3 separate regions of the Mus musculus genome follow, and regions 2 and 3 are each linked to region 1. A link is a contact called in public HiChIP or PLAC-seq and promoter capture Hi-C data. All regions are on one chromosome and are shown on one strand. Each heading gives the region's core, a stretch centred on a gene start, on an enhancer-like site or on the middle of the called end of the contact. The rest is flanking DNA. Distances are from core to core; before and after follow the strand shown. Region 1 holds the start of Setd7 (SET domain containing (lysine methyltransferase) 7). Region 2 has its middle 21 kb from the start of Gm30074. Region 3 has its middle 25 kb from the start of Gm40047.

Region 1 (3,131 bases), core at 296-2,795:
CACCAAAGAGATTTCTCCCCACGTAGCACTAACAAGTACATATCCATATGCATTTGTTAAGCACAGCCACTTTTTCTTTATCGTTTGTCAGACCTGTTTATACAAATGAGATCAAAACCAGATTCAACCACCGACTTAAAATTAGTCAGTTGCTGTGTTTAACAAATTCTGGAACAACACTACGCAATCTTGCAAAAACATCACGGGAACACTATCTGGGATAGAATAAGATAAATAATAAATACGCTTAAGAGTGTTTTCCAGTGTTCGTTGTTACAAAATCATAACCTCTCAAGCCACAAACAACGAGATTGTATAACGTCGCCACGGACGTTTTATAAGTAGGGGGGCAAAAAAGAAAAAAAAAAAAAAAAAAGAGGCGGAGAAACTCAGCAAAACACGGTGGCGACGGGAGTCGGGGGAGGGGTGCGCAAGAGGGGGCGGAGAAACCTGACACCCAGGCGGTGATATCACCGGCAGCCGACAGCTCGGAATTCAGAAAGTTAAGTGTCACCCAGCAATTTGGGTCCCGGCTGGAGCGTCCGCACGGCGCGCCTGCACCTCGCTGGGAAGCCGGGAGGGGGAAGGGCGGGTGGCTGAGTTCGCCCAGGGGCAGGGTAGCCTGGTGGGGAGCGGCGTGCTCTACCTAGCCATGATTTCATCTTTTTTTTTTTTTTTTTTTTTTTTTTTTTTTTTACCCCGGAGGAGCGGCCAGGGCCGCCATGTGCCTGGTGTGCGGCCGGGTGCGTTGCGATGGGAGACCCACCTAGACCCGGCCCTGGTGGCCATGGGACGCAGCGACTCAGTCAGGAAAAGGGCAGGCGGTCGGAGAGGGGAAGTCGAGGTGGCTGAAACAACGCTGCCCCGCGGAGATCGCGGGCCTCAAGGGACTGCCCTCCCATCCTCCATCCCCGCAAGGACTAAGGCCAAGGTGCTAGGCAGCGTCGCAACTCCCAGGGAGGATGCTGCCGAGGCCAGGCGGGATGCAGGGGCCCAGCTTTCCCAGGGCGGCGGACCCCGCGGGGCCCCATTCCCCGCCCCTGCCCCGCCGCGCCCCGCACGCTCCCGGCGGCGTGGCGTAGGCAGTGCAGCCCCCGCCTGAGCCGAGCGACCCGCCATCCGCTTAGGGACCGCGGCGGCCTTCGGCTCGGCCCGGCGCGCGTCGCAGACCGCCACTCTTTTGGCGCTTTCCGCCCCAGGCGCCTGTCCCCACCCCAGAGTCCTGGAGAAAAGCTTGTACCTTCCACGGCTTCCTCCACCACCTCATCGTCGCTATCCATGGCGGCTGAGACCCTACCCAGCCCGGGGCCGTGCGGCCGGCTCCCGTCCCTCTGGGTGCTCCTGGTGGCTGAGCGAGCGCTGGAGCTAAGCCCTGCGAGTTTGGAGGAGGGGGAGGAGGGGGAGGAAGAGGAGGAGCAGTCGGGGCGGCTCGCGCTGCCTCCCCCTACAGTCCTTTCAATTCCTCCGCCAGCCGCGGCAGCCGCAGCCGCCGCCCCCTCTCCTCTCGTCCCCGGTCCCGGAGGCTCTGGGGTGCTGCCGCCACTGCAACTTTCTCCTGTGATACCCCCTCTTTGTTATGGAGCAGCTGATCCGCTGACATCACCCGGCGCCGGTGCGCTCCCTCCCTCGTTGATTGACAGTTCCCTGTCCTTTCCCAGAAGTGAGGATCCTTAGAACCCAAGGTGCTCCGGAGCTGCGCCGCCTCTTAAGACCAGGCAGTGGGCAGACCAGGCGGCGTTTACCTTTTGGCTTGGTTCACTGTTCGCCAGCCACGCGGTCCAGGTCGCCGCCGGCTGTTCGCTAGCGCCGGGGGCCTCGAGGGTACCCGCCTGGGGTGGGTGAGGGGCTCAGAGCACCTGATACCCCACGATGTGCCACCAGGGACTTGGAAGTGCGTCATGCTGGGTGTTCCTACCACTATCTCACTCCTGGACAGCTGGAGCGCACTCGGAACTAAGGAAGCCTTTGGTTCCTGAGCTTCTACTTCCTCTTGCCCTCGAGCCCCACTTCACTCGGCTCGCTACTGCCCAGAGTTGCAAAGTGCGGCGGGCCCAGGAGCGCAGGTGCCCCGTCCCCCTTCCACTGCCCAGCGCTGCCTCCACAAGCCAGTTCCCTCGACTCCAGGGGGCGTCCTGCGTCCTGGATTCCTCCCGACTGAACGTCCTACCCAGGAGTCCCCAGTCTCCATCTTCTTTCGCATCTCCAGGCCCCTAGAGAGATCCAGGAATTCAGCAAACCCAAATGGCAGCAGGCTGGTAATCAGGCCGCACCCGAGCTTTGGCCGATTCCTTCTCCTTGTCTTGAAGATGGAGCCACCAAGCGGAGAGCCGGAGCCAGGACCCTGTGTCTAGCGCTCCTCCTTCTCTCGCCTCCGGTCCTGTATTTGTGATGTCCCTAGATGTTTCTTTAGTTTCTCCAAGTGCCAACCACTTCACAGACTCAGGCATCTTTGAGGGAAGAAAACTCCCTTCCCAGCCCAGCCACTTAAAGAGTGTCATTATGTCCTCTTACAGGTGGCAGCAAAGGATCTCTTTAAATAGCGGGTTAAATGCATGCGCATGTACCCAATGTACTGTGGAATTACCCGGTGCTGGTCTGGCCTTCTGCCAAGAACAGTCATCGTGGCGGGTGGGAAGGATGGGGCAGGAACCAAAGAAAGTTGTTCCTTTTCGTTTTCTGAACAATAAATGAGGCAGGATTTCAAGTCACTTCCAAAGCCTGAGAGAGTCCCCCCCCTCCTTAATTTCTTAAATGCCTTTTTTTTTTCATTTTCTTTTTCTTTTTTATTTAAGGCAGGATCTCCTGTAGCCCGGTCTCTCACCTCTAACTCACTGTATACAGGAAGACGATTTTGAGCTAATCATCCCGCCTCTATCTTCACAGCCCCGTAATTACAAACCTTGGCAGCATGCTGAATTTATAGTACTGGAGATACAATCCAGACTTTTCCATGCTAGAAAAGCAAGCTCTCCACCAAATGAGCTGCACCCCCACTGGCTGATATATGTCAGCCAGAAAAAAAAAAAAAGTAAAAGAAACAGGGCATGGTGGTATTAATCGCTGCACTAGGGAGGCAGAGGCAGGTAGATCTCCGAGTTCAAGGCCAGCCTGTTTGGTGTATAGAGTGAGTT
Region 2 (3,302 bases), core at 433-2,932, 600 kb after region 1:
TCAGTCCACATCCTCTTCTTTCTAAGGAGAACATCATGGAGGAGGGGCTGGAAAGATTGCTTAAGCCACAGGACCAGGACACACGCATTAAGATGGTGTCTTCTGACATTTTTCAGTGTTGTCTGAGCTGGTGTCTATGCTGTGAAATTAGAGAGCTGACTGCTCTGGCACTCAATGAGACTCCATGATATACTGCGTAACTATGATGGCCACAAACCTCATACTCCACCTCTTGGTCACAGATACATACTCTACCTGTTGTTCTGGGACTGGACCACTGACCTGTGGTTTGAGATGTTATGTCTGAGTAAGCCATCAGTTTGTGCCAACTAAGGCTCTCTGTGAAGAATATTGAGTCCAACTACAGAAGAGACCTCATGTTAGGGATGGCAAACAGCTGACTATTCCAGAATAGGGAAGTTCCGGTGTCACCAACTAGCCAGCTATTGCCACTGATAAAATGTGCCATATTAGGGATCGGCATATGCTTTGTCATTGACAAATTGCATGACCAAAGCTAGGCTAATTTTGAGAAGCAGCGTGAGGTTCTTTGGGCCCCTCATACCTGATATGATTCCCTGGTAGTATTTCCAGACAAATGTATTGGTCAGTGACTTTATTATATAACCAGGTCTCTCAGCCTCTGTCCTCTACCATCGCCACGAAAAAATTGTGAGAATTTGCCCTTTCCTTAACATTACCTGGCACTTTCTCTAGGCTCCTACGACCGATTCTGTGCCCTGAGGCCCTTGCTAGAGCACTGAATAGGAAGAAAAGTCTCATAAGGTAAGAAATTCTTGTTTATCCTGTCCTCCACTTAATTTGATTGGTCAATCTCTTTCACCATCTAATCCTGGGGATCTCTCCTAGCATCTGCTGGTAGTTAGTTTAGAGCTAACTTTTGGACTTGATAGATGTTCAGTGTATCATATCTGCCTTCCTTTTTTTCAAGACAATATATATCATTCAGATTTTGTTAACAGGCATCATTAGTTTTGAGCCTGGCAACCAGAGTGTGGAGGTGGGGTCGGTCTGATAGGGATGTTTGTGGCTCTTGGGAAGAAGGCTTCATGGGGAAAGAGCTGGCCACCAGTAGATATGTGGATGTTCTATGGTTGCATTATAAATTGTCTCAGGCTTGGCTTTAAATTGTACCCATTCATGATCTCAGCCTCTGTGGGCCAGGAGTAAGGGCACAGTGTAGCTGGATCCTCTCCTGAGAGCCTCAGAAAGCTGTAATTTGCATGTCACCCAACTACATTCCTTCCTGGAGCTTGAAATCTTCCAGACCTGTATGACGGCTGATGAATTCAGTTCCTTGAGGCTATAGGACTAAGGTCCCTATACTTTGGTTGGCTGTTGTTCAGGGGTTGTTCTCAGCCCCCAGAGGCTCCTCGGTCCCCTCCACATGGACTTCCCCCAGACCCACTTCCAGCTTAGCAGCTGCCTTCCTCAGGGCCAACTGGGGAGCTTTCTGACCTCAGGGAGCAGCTGGACTGGTCTCTGGAAGATTTTCGGTTAATGAAGTCAGGCCTAGGCAAGATAATCTTCCTGTTGATTAACTCAGAGTCAACTGGTTTGGGAAGTTAATTATATCTGCAACATCCCTTCACCTTGCCTGTGTTCTATTGGCTAGAAGCAAGTCACAAGTTCTGGCTGCCCTCAAGAGAGGGTGTCTACCAGAGCATGATTCAGCAGGGTCACCACTGGGTGTGTCTACACCCTGGGGATGGGCAGACTCCTACAGGAGCATAGTAAATCCAGGGACCAGCTGGGCCACCAGTCTGTTAGACACCCTGCCGCTGATTCACACAGTGCACTTTCATGGCCACCACATGGCATCCTCCACTCCATAATTCACGGACTACCTCCTTTGGTGTCTGTCTACCCAATTGGAATACAAGTTCAGAGGAGGCACCGAAAATATCTGTCTTGGTCGTGTTCTACTGTTAGGCACAATGCTTTTTGTATGACCTGGATGCTCAAACTATTCCAATGAATGAATGGATGTGTGAGTGAATTAATAAATGGCTATAGTAACGCCAGTCATCTAAGACTCTGTCCCCTGACCCAGATCTAAGGGTGGCCTACTAAATGAAGCTAATCCGAAAAGTGAATCTCTCCTCTCTCTCTTCTCTCCTCTCTCTCTCTCTCTCTGTCTGTCTCTCTCTCTCTCTCTCTCTCTCTCTCTCTCTCTCTCTCTCTCATCATTTTGATTAGAAACCCACAGACAGTTGGGCCAGCTAGTTACGCTCTGGGTGGTAGCCGAGCTTGAATTACCACGTTCTCCAGAATCTTCTCTGCCATGTGGGCCGACAGACTGAGCACACCAGTCTGCAGCGTGAGGAAAATGTTCCAGGTGTGCCAAGGAAAGGAGAGCTGGCAGATGGAGCAGGTACACACTTCAAGGTCTACACACACATTTATTTCTCCTTGGACCTCATCCATAATTCTCAAGAGGCTCCATGGGGTCATGTCTCTGGATGTCTCTCTTGAGCTCAGAGTAGTTTTAGCTGGATCTGTGTGTATCCTACTTTGCTTATTCGGGGGTGCTAGAACACCGGCAAAGAGCAGCCGTCTGAGCTTAGTTACAGTAAAAGAGGGAAGCTAGTGTGGCAGTGGGCTTCATGGAGTGAGAGGAGAGAGATCGTGAGGCCGTAAGGACAGAGGTTAGGAAAGAAATAAGCAGATTCCAAACCAGAAAGGAAGCAGCAGACTGGCTCTGTCCACAGATGACCTGAGCGAACACGGCTCCTCCTGGAGGCCTTCCCAAGTGTGAACCTGTCCAAGGTAAAGTTAAAACTGTAGGATAGCAAATCGATGTGTGAAATTAGTTACACTTCTAGAGACAAGCGATTAGCTATCTAAAGAGGAAATTAGGAAAAAAATCCTATCATCATTATCATCATCAGTAAATGGGAGACGGAAGTAAAGGGTTCTAGGCAGTTTTGGGGGCTGAAAGCATTAAGATTATTCCAAATCTCGTGGCTCAGCCTGTCTTGTCCTTCCCTGTGAAATGATGATATAGTCTTAGGAAGAATCCAGTGCTGTTTTCCTTCCTGAAGACTCCTAGACACTCCTAAAGCAGAGACAGGATGCCAAGGGTCATGTTGCTCACCTTTTAACTTACTAAGTATTACGAAGGGAAAATGAGAAGATCTTCTAAAGAGAGGATGCTCCAGCCACCGCTGAACACAGCAGACAAGCAGGGGTCTCTGTTGCAGAGGGCAGGAGCAGAAGGAGAGGTCCATGAGGGACTGGTGGGCGAGCAGATGTCATAACTATAGGTGAAACAGAGAGCT
Region 3 (3,240 bases), core at 158-2,657, 990 kb after region 1:
GAGGATAAAGGATAGGGTAAAGTTTCTGTGCTGAAGAGTAGAAACTCCTGCAGTGGACAGACATGGTTGAGTTGAAAGCAGGGCTTTAGGATGCATGTGGTATCTCTTGATGCTAACTGCTCAGTTTTTGACTTATGTCATTGAAGAGCATCCTGAGACTAGGTTAAATAAATTATGCTGCCATTCCCATCCCTCCATCCATTCATCCCTCCCTCCATCCCTCAATCTCTCCCTCCAGGTATCCCTCCCTCCCTCAATCCATTCCTTTTCTACATGCCCAATATTTATTGAATATCTTCATTGACTGGGATTAGGACTGATTATACTAATTAGTGGGAGTTTAAGCTTCAAATCTCAAGGATACAGAGAAAAGAAACATTGCAATAGCAAGAGAGGTGTGGAAATGTACCCAGATCTGATAGTAAGCAAAGGGACCCCCACTTCCTGGAAGTGATGTCTACATGAAGATCTGAAGATGAGCAGAGGGAAAAGGAGAAGGATTCAGTTCACTAGAGGAGGGGATAATGGCAGTGCAGTTGCTCAACGTAAGAGTCAGATCAGAAAGGCTGCGTTACTTGGAGACATGAAGCAGAAGGCAGTATGGCTGAGTCTGAGGGAGCCATGTCCTAGATGTGAGGGTGGGCTAATGGTAGACAGTATATGATGGGCTGTTACTGGTTGGGAGGTAAAGATTTGGCAATCACTGGAATAGCACATTTACTCAATGGGCAGATCTGCAGGGATCCTCAAAACTGGTTAAGGAAAGCCAGCAGTGAGCCAGAAGATATAGCAATGAAGCTGCCAAAGGAATGTAAAGATCCAAGAGCAAGGGCATCACTGCCAGTGGAAATGGGGCTGAAAAACAAAAGCATAATGGAAAAAGTGCCTACTCAGCAACTTTGGCAAGGTCATTGACCTCCCTGAAATCAGAGGCTTCCTGGTAGTCCAAGTGTAGGAGAGGCATGATAGTAAGATAGACCTTGACCTAGAACTGAAGACGTTTTGTATGGGAGCCCATTTGAAGATGGAAGCAAAGACAGCCTATTTAAATTTGGTAAACTGGGGGGCCAAGGCATTCCATTATGGGTGGGTTGGTTAGGGTTCTAATGAGAGTGATGGAATGTGTGGCCCACTCAGATGTGATGTGGTGGCAGCGGTTGCCCTTTAGACTAGACTGTGAGAGTAGAATCCTGCCTCTTCCACTTTCTGGCTGTGACCTTCAGCAAGTATTGAACCTCCTCTCTAAGCCTTGGTGTCTTCCTCTGCAGGACATTTCCCCTACACGACATACCCCTGTCCATCTTTGTTTTCTTGATTATATTCACCACATGGAAAGCCTACTGCATAGACCAGCAGCAGGGCACATCTACAGGAAACCCAGCTCGTCTGGGGTGTGACTCAGGAAACCACAGCTATGTGTCTCCGGGAAAGCCCAGCCTCCCTTTCTCTGAAGGCAGAGCTGTGGTTTGGGGACAGTCAGCTGAGCTGCAGGAACATTGCACTCAACGTCTGAGATTCTTCAGTTGTGAGCACCACTACGGTATCTGATGTGCTGTGAAGAGTGTGGAGGAAGAGCCAGGCAGTGGTGCCGCATGCCTTTAATCCCAGCACTTGGGAGGCAGAGGCAGGCAAGGCCAGCCTGGACTACAGAGTGAGCTCCAGGATAGCCAGGGCTACAAACCCTCTTTTAAACCCTGCTCCCCAAAAAAGAGTGTGGAGGGAAGAAAAGCAATTCCTCACTTTCCAAAGCAGATACCATCTTCTTTCCTTTGCTACCTACCTCTCTCCAGTGGGCGTGGCTGTGTTCCAGTGCACTTTTTCCTCATTAGAATTTGTTAAGCTAAATTTGGACCAAGGTGAGCCTTGAAGCAGGGATCTGAGTCATAACTGAAATGGGAATCTAGCTGAAAACTTCATGTAAAACTAATCACTAGCTGAACCTCGACCACGTACAAAATGGCAACTCTGTCAGTTGCAGGTGGCTTACTCTTCAAACTTTGTTCCAATATGGCAAATGTCAGGCTATAACTGGCCACAGTGAGGGCAGACAGGTAATAAACCTATTGAACAAATAAGAGAGTTAAACCTCTGTAGAAAACATTTTTTTCTCAATAGATTTGTATAAAATTCAACTTCATAGAATAATGTATCTTTCAGTATACTTTTAAGCCAATAGCTATACATGAGAAATGTATGTTTTTGATTGAAAATCTCAATACAATATTTAAACAAAAAGACAGAAATAATCTTGAATTACATTTATATACAATAATATGATGTTTGAGTTGGGCAGAATTCTGAAAAGAAAGTTCCACTCGCACATGGACTGTGTGCCCTGCTTGGTGTTAGGCTAAGAGAAGAGCCACACACAACAGACGTGTCCTTGTGGGAGATTAGGAAGCCATGCTGGAGGCATCTTACATTCTAACATCACAGATATTATTTATATACAAATATGCAGGCCACTCATTGTAATGTTCCTTTTTAGAAGGTTGACCAGAAGGATTGGATTGATGTTGAACTACATTCTAACTTTTTCCCAGACTCAAAGCAATCAGGCTCTTGTTTATGGAGATTTTTATGCAGATGGATTGCTTTTAACATCTGTCCCTGATGGTAAGAATGCCAGAAGGTGAGAAGAGCTACAGAACTCTGGACTGTCCTTGAATGTCACGCTCACAGAGCCTGAAGAGACTCTGGTCTCCACCTCTTTATCCCAAGGATGGCACATTCCTTTTGTAGGGGAGATTAGCATGAAAAGGCTGCTCCAGCCAGAGACATTCAGGAGGGCACTTGCGCTCTACCTTGATGACCGCTGCTTCTTGCAAAATAACTTGGACAAGGAGTGGAAAGTGACCCCCCATTAAGATTAGGTTTAGTCTTTTTTTTTTTTTTTTTTTTTTTTTTTTGACAGATGAGGTGGCCAAAGTCTGTGAGTTGTGTTGTCTTTCTTTCTCTCTTTCTTTCTTTCTTTCTTTCTTTCTTTCTTTCTTTCTTTCTTTCTTTCTTTCTTTCTTTCTCTCTCTCTCTCTCTCTCTCTCTCTCTCTCTCCCTTCCTTCCTTCCTTCCTTCCTTCCTTCCTTCCTTCCTTCCTTCCTTCCTTCCTTCCTTCCCCTCCTCCTCCTCCTCCTCCTCCTCCTCCTCCTCCTTCTTCTTCTTCCTTGAATGGTTGAATGGTAGCTATGGAATTGTAGGAAGTGACCCACAAAGGATTTCCTTTGGTCATTGTTGTTTTTCTCC

What was found. Promoter capture Hi-C pulls out the DNA fragments that hold promoters and counts their contacts. HiChIP or PLAC-seq counts read pairs in DNA pulled down with a chosen protein or histone mark.
Region 2: a contact with region 1 is called in a promoter capture Hi-C map of the SN4741 cell line, with 4 times the contacts expected there. The contact joins the enhancer-like site here to the promoter of Setd7 in region 1. A contact is called at or near these places in 8 of 39 promoter capture datasets (the 3T3-L1 cell line, 3T3-L1-derived adipocytes, the SN4741 cell line and 4 more), 1 of 484 Hi-C or Micro-C datasets (bone marrow-derived macrophages), 8 of 115 datasets of contacts at active chromatin or transcription factors (bone marrow-derived macrophages, embryonic basal ganglia, embryonic forebrain and 4 more) and 1 of 9 other capture datasets (liver).
Region 3: a contact with region 1 is called in an H3K27ac HiChIP or PLAC-seq map of regulatory T cell precursor, with 7 times the contacts expected there. The contact joins the enhancer-like site here to the promoter of Setd7 in region 1. A contact is called at or near these places in 2 of 39 promoter capture datasets (hippocampal neurons and liver), 3 of 115 datasets of contacts at active chromatin or transcription factors (double positive thymocytes, regulatory T cell precursor and stem cell-derived neural progenitor cells) and 1 of 9 other capture datasets (liver).

Annotation. Positions count from the first base shown.
Region 1 is chr3:51,559,278-51,562,408 of GRCm38.p6, forward strand. Setd7 (SET domain containing (lysine methyltransferase) 7) reads right to left here and starts at 1,546. Exons shown (of 8, transcript NM_080793.5): 1 at 1,241-1,546. The coding sequence starts at 1,280. 5031434O11Rik (RIKEN cDNA 5031434O11 gene) reads left to right here and starts at 708. Exons shown (of 5, transcript NR_160686.1): 1 at 708-931; 2 at 1,472-1,612.
Region 2 is chr3:52,157,404-52,160,705 of GRCm38.p6, forward strand. No RefSeq gene overlaps it. Among named protein-coding and RNA genes, the nearest start is that of Gm30074, 21 kb to the right of the region's middle. Within about 2 kb of position 1,683, at least 18 of the 459 cell types and tissues checked have an H3K27ac peak or open chromatin away from gene starts, as enhancers often do. A contact at or near this core is called in the SN4741 cell line, where this site is marked.
Region 3 is chr3:52,553,809-52,557,048 of GRCm38.p6, forward strand. No RefSeq gene overlaps it. Among named protein-coding and RNA genes, the nearest start is that of Gm40047, 25 kb to the right of the region's middle. Within about 2 kb of position 1,408, at least 115 of the 459 cell types and tissues checked have an H3K27ac peak or open chromatin away from gene starts, as enhancers often do. A contact at or near this core is called in regulatory T cell precursor, where this site is marked.